2 separate regions of the Canis lupus genome follow, and region 1 is linked to region 2. Evidence: chromatin contacts called from public Hi-C data. All regions are on one chromosome and are shown on one strand. Each heading gives the region's core, a stretch centred on a gene start, on an enhancer-like site or on the middle of the called end of the contact. The rest is flanking DNA. Distances are from core to core; before and after follow the strand shown.

Region 1 (3,939 bases), core at 1,326-3,825, 72 kb before region 2:
CCCGCGCCAGGCCCCCAGGGCGACTCCGCGGGAGGAGGCGGGGACCGGCCGGCCTGCCCGGCCCCCAGGGGCGCGCCCTCGCGCTGACTCGGCCGCGTCCCCCATCGGTGCGCGGCCCGCACCCCGGCCCGGCCCGGCCCCACCCACGTGGGCGGCCGCAGCGGGCGTAGGTCCCCAGAACGGCCCGCCCGGGGCCCCTGCGCCCCGAGGGGGGACACCGCGCGCCCCCCCGCGCCCCCCCGCGCCCCCCTCCCCAGGCGTGCTTCCGGCCGGGCCGGAAGGAGCCGGAATTTGGAATGTTTGGAAGGAGCTCTAATTCCCGGGGGAGTCCCGGGCCTGCCCTTCCCCCTGGGGAGGGGTGCGTGGGGGGCTCATCTGCATCTGCAGGGGACGGTGCCCTGCTCGCCGGCTCTCAAGCCGGGGCCGTGGGACGGTGGGTGGGGGCCCCGCTACCCTAGCCTGACGCGCGGACCCCGGGGCGCCCACGGGCGGGGCGGGGCGGGGACCCTGACCCGGGCCGTCCCCCTGACCGCTGCCTTCCTGCCTGGGGAAGCAGGTGGCCGGGGAAGGCAGGGGAAGGCAGATGGCCTGCCGGTGACAGGGTCAGTGAAGCGGCCTGGCCACACCCGCCGCCCTCGGTGCCCCTCCCCAGACCCCCAGGGCCTTACTGCCGCTGCTTTGTTCTTAGAAACAGGAAGTTGGGGGTGTGGGCCGCACCTCCACGGGGTCAAGGCCCCCCAAGGCAAGGGCGGTGCACACCCCACCATGCTCCATGCTGGGCCCCCAGTGCCCCAGGGAACCCCTAGTACCAAAGCAGGGAAGGGAAGGAGGGTCCAGGGTCTACCTGGAGGGGCTGAGATGGGGAAGGGGAGTTCACCGGGCACTGGAGGAATGTGAGGGGAGGGCACAGGTGGGGGCCACAGAGGGCCTGGTGGGCACCCTGGCACTTGCCAGTTTGCACGAGCCAACCTGGTTTTCCCAGGCGCACAAGTTTGCAGACACCACAGCAGTTGCCCACAGCCTCCCTGAACACTGCCTACATCCCTGCTCCGCTGCCTTCCCCTGTCCCACCTCTGCCTGGGCCTGGAGCTGGACTCAGGTGTCCTCTGCGGGGAGACCAAGCCCCGATCTCGGGCTTCAGCCTTCCCAAGGCACCCTGTCCCTAGAGGTTTCCAGAATAACCTTCTGTGGCAGGACCAGAGACCTGGGCAAGAGTTTGGGCCCGGCTTCCTGCCAGTAAGGGCTCCTGGGCCAGGCTGGGAACAGGAAGGCTGACCCTGGCCCTGCCAGACACCTGCCTGGCACAGGCCGCTCCACCTGCCCATCCGTACTGCCCCCCGCAGTGGGGCCACCTGCTCCAGTGCTGGGAGCCCCGGCCCCTGCGGCCCCCAGCCCCTGGCACAGGTCTGGGCACAGATGGCCACGCATGTGAGGCCTGCAAGGCTCACGTCATCACTCTGTGGGGGGCAGGAGGGCAGGGGCAGGCAGGCATCCGGGCCCCAAACGTTCTGCCCCCACCCGTCCCAGGGTGGCTTGGCAGTGGGCAGGGCACACCAGAGGGCACAGAGCACACTGGGTTTCTGTGGGGAGGGTTAGGGTCCCCTCCAAGGCCCTGCTTTCACAGTCAGCTGGGGCCAGCACAACCCCCTTCCTGAGGGCACAGTCTTACGGGACCCTCCCAAGGAGCCCTGCCTCCCCACAGGTGGCGGTCACCCTGAGTGCCCGGGCCCCTCGCCAGCAGGGTGTGGGTGTGGGGCCTTGGGGATTTCAGGGACCCCCCCCTGCAGTCGGAGAGCTGCCTCTGCCTGGCCAGCAGGAAGGGGGGACCTGTGTCAGGACAGGTGGAGAGGGAGGGAGAGGGTGCCGGTGGCCAGCAGAGGCAGGTGGGGCTCCAGGCTGGGTGAGTCCAGGACGGGGCTGCTGGCCACAGCCAGGGGTGCGGGTGGTGTGGAGGGCGAGGGACCACGCTGAGCACGGGGGGGGGGGAGGGGCAGGGGAACTGACCCCACGGTCCTCCCCAGGGGCCCAGGGGGGAGGGGCCCTCCCAGCTGTTACTGTAAATGGGCAGGCGGCTTCCTCTTTCCACGGAGGGTGCGCCTGGCATCCGCTGCCCCAGATAAGGGTGCAAGTTCTCGGCCTGCGGTCAGCCCCCCTGACCACAGGGTGCTGGGTGGGGCCTGGGGGGCCAGACTGTGGCTCTGGAGCCAACAGACTGGGAGGAGGGGTGGAGATCCCAAGACCGAGCCAGGCAGGCACAGCTGAGAGCACCAGAGACAGGGCTGTGGCCCTGACTGCTGGTGACAGGCAGAAGTGAAAGCTGGGGGTGGGGGTGGGTCACAGGGCAGGCCCCTGCGTAGGTGCCCAGGAGCAGCCCCTCTAGCCTGTGCTCACCATCCCCGGGGACTTGGAGACGCAGCCTGCAGAGCAGCACCCCCTTGGGGAGGCCCTAGAGCCACCAGCACAGGGAGCAGCCCCTGCCAGGGCTCCATGGGCCGCCGGGCCGCCACGCCACGGGACGGACTCGCAGGACAGACTCGGGGACCCAGACCAGAGCCCGGCCATGCTGGAGAGGCGGGTGGTCCTGAGCTGGGGGACCTGGAGGTGGGGTGAAGAGGAAGGGTGTGGCTAGAAGTACTAGGAAGGGGGCTTTGGGAGGGGCGTCCTCACCAGGGGGCTCCTGTCCTGTCTGGCCTGCATCAGGGTTCCCAGGAACCTTTAAGGATGGGGGGGGGGGAGCGAGCAAGAGTGCGAATGTGCAATAGCGTGTACCCACAACCACTGTGCATGAGCTGGGAGAAAAGGGGGGGCCCACGAGCTAGAAGCTCAAGCAGACCACCGCCAACTGAGCCTACAGCCCAATACGGTCTCCATCCCCCCACCCATGAAGCCACAACCGGAGCCCAGATCCCAAGACTGACCCAGAACAGGCTGAGCCACCCAGGTGCCCCAACCCTCGGGACGTGCTGGCTGGCATCCGGGCCTTTTGAGGTTGCTGCCGGACCAGCTCAAAGGCCCTGGGGCTGAGCACCATCCGGGCCATGGGGCCACCCCTCTCAGGCAGCCCTGCCACCCTGAGAAGCCCTCCTTCAGGCCAGCCTCACCCTTTGTGGCCCTCACACTCAGGGCGGCACGCAGACGTTCAGGGAACCAGGGTGGAGGACAGAACCAAGGGGCCCGGGGGGATGGCAGGAGGACTTGCTCTGGGGGATGCTTGAGGGCCCTCGGTGGCAGCAGCATGGGGACACTCACTTGGTGGGGCTCAGGGCATTGCTGCCCCGTGGGTATTCAAGGTCTTCTGAAAGGTCACGCAAGGTGGGCAGGCTTGGTCATGAGGCTGAGAAAGAGGCGAGTGTTTGGCATCGGCAGGAGTAGGGCCTTAGCTGCCCACTGCTGCAGCCCTCAGCTCACCACTGTGGCTGCAGGGGTGCCTCCGGGACCCCCAATAGGGGACCCCAGAGACAGTGAGGGGTGGCCCTCCCAAGGAGGGCTGGCTGGTGCCCTGGGGTGGAGGTGGTAGGAGGGGGCCCACAACCCAAGTATCCGGCCCTGCTAAGGGAGCAATCTGACTGATGGTGTCCTCCAGCTCCGTGGGAGACCATCCCCAAGAGGGCGGGGAGCCAGGCCCGTTGACACCCTGGTGACAGAGGGGGGCAGACAGCACTGAGGCCTGTGCAGCAGGACGGGGTCAAGTGGGGGCAGTGGCTGGGGCCCTCGTCCCCTGCCCCGGACCCCACCTCTGTCCCAGGCCCTTGGGGGCACCCCATGAGGGTGAGCCCATGAATAGCAGGCAGAGGTGAGGGCAGGCAAGGCTTGGCCTCCTGGTATCTGCTGTCCCCACCCTAGGCCTGACCTGGGCCCAAGGTAGAGCGGGCTCTTCCTGGCCTGGGTGGGGCTGTCGGGACCACAGTGGGCCTTGTGCCCCCTCCCCGGGAGCTGACC
Region 2 (4,103 bases), core at 735-3,234:
ACAAATACTTGGGGAGGGGAAGACACCGAGAAGTTGGTGAAGACCCCAATGAGAGGTTTCACCGTCCAGTCGCCCAGGAGCTGCCCAGCCAGATCACACGGATCACATCCTCCGCCTGGCAAACAACAGAGCCTCGGCCAGTGGCCCTCCCCCGCCCTGCAGCATTTGAGAGAGAGGGAGACAAGGAAACGGGCGTGTCCAAAACAAATCGCAGGCCACGAGCTACTCCTACTCAGGGCCCAGGTGCCCGCTGACCAGGCCCCAAGCCCAGGGCCAATCAGCCCTTGCCCCCACATGGGGGACTCTGGGATTCACACCCTGGCAGGCCCAGGGAAACGCACAGAACTGGAGTCACCGAGTCTCGGCCCCCTGCCACTGTGGCCTGGACACCTGGCTGCATTTCTGAGCCTGTCTCCCAAGACTTCAAGGCACAAACCGGCCCTGCCAGGCCCAGTTCTGTCTGCTGAGGACCACTGGCAGGCACCCTTCTGTGTGCGAGCCTAGGGGCCCACCGGGTCTGCACCCCTCCTCACAGTGGCCCGAGGAAGGCCTAGGCCTGAGGCTGCAGCCTGGGCCCGCCCGGATCTCACTTCTCAGTTCTCTGGGGGCAAGAGTGTCTGAGTATTGGAGCCGAGCCTCCCGCCATTCCTAAGCCCATCAGGGCAATGGCTGTGGGCCTTGGGAATGCTTCTCCAGCCACCAGGCCGAACCCCTAGGGCCCCTGTCCCAAGCAAGCTGGCTCATCACAGGGGTCGAGCAAAAGGACCTTCCTACACAGCCACGACTAGGGAGGGACCCAACACAACCCTGAACTTCCTTAAATCAAATCCAAACCCCAAGACAAGCCCCAAGCTGCACACACAGAGCCCCTGGCCCAGGAGGGCCCCCCAGCCTTTCCCCAGGACCCAGCCCTCCCAGCTTCCAGGCCCTGGGGCCCAGAGCACCCAGCGTCCTCCCATGGCCCCAGCCAGCAGGGTCACTCACCCGGGGCACCCGCCGCTTGTACTTGTTGCCATAGTCAAACTTCTCCTTCACGTCGTCCAGGCAGCGGCCAAGGCGTGCCTGCTCCTCCTTGCCCGTGTAGTCCTGGCTCAGCAGGATGTACGCCCGCCAGTTGGCCGAGTCGAATCCCCAGTGGCAGGTCCGGTTCTCCAGCGCCTTGTGCGAGTGCACGACGAACTTGTGCGGGGGGTACATGAGGCGGCAGTCGAGGCACTGGATGCATGCGGCACTCGGGCTGCTGTAGAGCTCGGGCACCAGCAGCCCCTTGCACTTGCCGAAGCACTCGTGGTACACACGCACGCTGCGCTCGCTGAGCTCCAGGCCCAGCGCCAGACTGGCGGCCAGCTCCTTCTTGCAGGGCGGCGGGTAGGCGCCGCCGTATAGCAGCGCGTTGCACAGGCGCTCGGCGTCCGTCTTGGTGATGAGCCCGCACGAGGGCGCCGAGAAGGGCAGGATGCCCATGACTTTGAGGATCTCCAACTGGTCCGCCGTGCAGCGCGAGCAATAGATGTGCAGCTCGTCGCACACCGAGTTGATCTGCTGCAGCGAGAAGTCGCGCAGCACCGAGTTGAGGATCTGCGGCAGGCACAGGCGCTTCTCGCCGCCCACCACGAAGCACGAGATGGTCTCGCCCTCCAGCACGGTCTCGCAGCGCTCAGTGGAGCGGTCGGACGGCATGAAGAAGGGCCCGGGGAGCACGGGCGGCGGCGGCTGGATGGCTGGCAGGTGCAGCACGGGCGGCGGCTCGGCGGCCGCGGGGACCGGCGCCGGAACGGCAGCCGCGCTGGCCTCCTTGGCGCTCTCCTTCTTGTAGGCCTCCTGCGCCCAGCGCGCCGAGAAGGCGGCCGGGCCGCCCAGCGAGCTCATAGAGCTCAGGTGGAACTGCTCCAGCGTCTTCTGCAGCCCCGGGTGCGGCTGGAAGCCGCCGCGGCCGCCCGCCGCCGCCTCCATGGTGCGCTCCGGCTCCCCGGGCCGCTCCCGCTCCCGCGCGCCGGGGCCCCCGCGGCCCCCGCCGCCGCCCCGCGAGCCCCGGCGGCGCCCCCGGCCCCGGCCCCGGCCCCCCCCCGCCGCCGCCGCCGCCGCCGCCGCCGGCTCCCGGCCGATCACGGCCGAGGCCTCGGCCTCGCCCGGGGGCGCGAAGGGGTAGGCGGGCGGGGCGAAGGGGTCCCGCCGCTGGAGCCCGCCGGCGCCCGGGCCCGGCGCCACATCCACGCGCCCCGCGCCGCGCCCGCCGCCGCCGCCGCCGCCCGGGCCCCCCGCGCGCCCCCCGCGCGCCCCCCGGGCCCTAGGCGCGGGGCATGCCCCTGCGCGCGCCGCCAACGCCAACGCCAACGCTCGCGGGCCCGGGGCTCGCGGGGGGCGCGCGGGCAGGTGCCGGCGCCGCGAGGCGCGAATCGCCGCGGCGGCCGAGGCCGAGGGGCCCGGGAGGAGCGGGGGCGCGGGCGCGGGGCCCGCCGGGCCGTCCTCGCGCGGCGCGCCGCCGCCGCCCCGCTCCTCCCACCGCGCGGCGCCCGCCCGGCTCGTCCCGGCGGCGCTGGCCGGCCGCGTCGCGCCCGCCGCCGGCCGCCCCGGCCCGGCCCGCGCCCACCCCGCCGCCGGCGCCCGGCTCCGCGGCCCGCCCGCCCGCCTGCGCGCGGCTTCCGGGGCGGCGGGAGCGCCTGTGGCGGCGGCCCTCAGAGCGCGGCGGCGGCGGCAGCGGCGGCGGCGGCGGCGGCGGCGGCGGCGGCGGAGGCGCGGGGCTCGGCGCACATCCTCCCGGCGGCTCGCTCCGGCTCGGACTGAGCGCGGAGCGCTGAGCTCACGCCGCCGCCCCGCCCCGCGCCGCCCCGCCCCGCCCCGCGCCGCCGCCCCGCCCCTCGCGCCGTCTGGAGCCGCGCGTCCGCCTCAGCCGAGCGCCGGCCAGGAATGCGACCGCCTCCCGGCCTGGCTCTTCCAAGAACGCGCGCTTCCCCCTCCCCCGCCGCCGCCCCGCCCGCGGCTCGGGCCGACTCGGCCGCCTTCGGGCCGGCCCGCCAGGAACTCGGCTCCGCTCGGCCGCGATTCGGCTCCGCTCGGCCCCGCCCGCCCGGGACTCGGCCCCGCTCGGCCCCGCTCGGCGCCGCTCGGCCCCGCTCGGCCCCGCTCGGCCCCGCTCGGCGCCGCTCGGCCCCGCTCGGCGCTGCTCGGCCCCGCCCGCCGGAAGGGCGCTCGGCGGGGGCAGTGGCGGCGCCCGGGGCCCCCCCTTCCGGCCGAGGCCGCTTCCTGCGCGGCTGGGAAGGCGCCCGTGCTGCCGCCGCCGCCGTCGCCGCCGTCACCGCTGCCGGGCCCAGAAACCCACACGCGGCCCCCGCCACAACCGCAGACCCGCGGAGGGGCGGGCAGGACGGCGGCCTGCGCGGCCTCCACCGCACACCTCGCGGATCCGGCAGGACGGGGACCCCACATAGCGCGCGACCCGGGCCTCCTGGAAGGACGAGGACGCCAGTGGGTTCCCACGCGTTAGGACTGACCCTCCCGGGAGCACCCCGCGCAAGCAGACACGATGCACCGTGTCCCAGGGCTCCCCCGCACGTGCAGGCCCCACACGGCCTCCACCCCACGACCCTGCTCCCAGATCCGGCACCCGGGTCCCCGCACACGGATCCTGCACCCTGGTCCCCGAATCCCACCACCCTGCACCTGGGTCCCCACACACAGATCCTGCACCTGGGTCCCCGCACACGGTGTCCCACTGCAGGACTTCTTGCAGCTCAGGGCAGGGCCTTGGTGCCTGAGCTACACAGCTTCAGTCACTGCCACGGCCAAAGGTGGGGAGGGGGCTGGGGACCCTGGCCCCTTCCTGCCACAGACAGGTGGCCTGACTCTTCTGCTGCAGCCCCTCACCCTGGCCGGAGGGCCGCCCTGCTGTGTGCCCTTCCAGGAACTGGCTGTGTCATGGGGGAGACGCCTGAAGTGCAGGGTGGGAGAAGACCAGGGCTCACAGTGGGACAAGCTGGCTAGGTAGCCCCCACAAGAGGCAGGGTGCCCCCAGGTGAGGCCTATTACGTGGGGACTTGAAATCAAAGAGACAGTCTGTGCTCAACCCTAGGGCAGAAGGACAGTCCAGCAAGCTAGGCAGGAGC

What was found. A called contact is a pair of places that touch in the nucleus more often than the background predicts.
Region 1: a contact with region 2 is called in a Hi-C map of blood, with 2.1 times the contacts expected there. The contact joins the enhancer-like site here to the promoter of SKI in region 2. A contact is called at or near these places in 3 of 9 Hi-C or Micro-C datasets (all in blood).

The regions. Positions count from the first base shown.
Region 1 is chr5:57,692,162-57,696,100 of UU_Cfam_GSD_1.0, reverse strand. No RefSeq gene overlaps it. Among named protein-coding and RNA genes, the nearest start is that of RER1, 60 kb to the left of the region's middle. Within about 2 kb of position 2,575, at least 4 of the 20 cell types and tissues checked have an H3K27ac peak or open chromatin away from gene starts, as enhancers often do. A contact at or near this core is called in blood, where this site is marked.
Region 2 is chr5:57,619,019-57,623,121 of UU_Cfam_GSD_1.0, reverse strand. SKI (ski oncogene) reads right to left here and starts at 1,984. Exons shown (of 7, transcript XM_038537690.1): 1 at 985-1,984. The coding sequence starts at 1,953.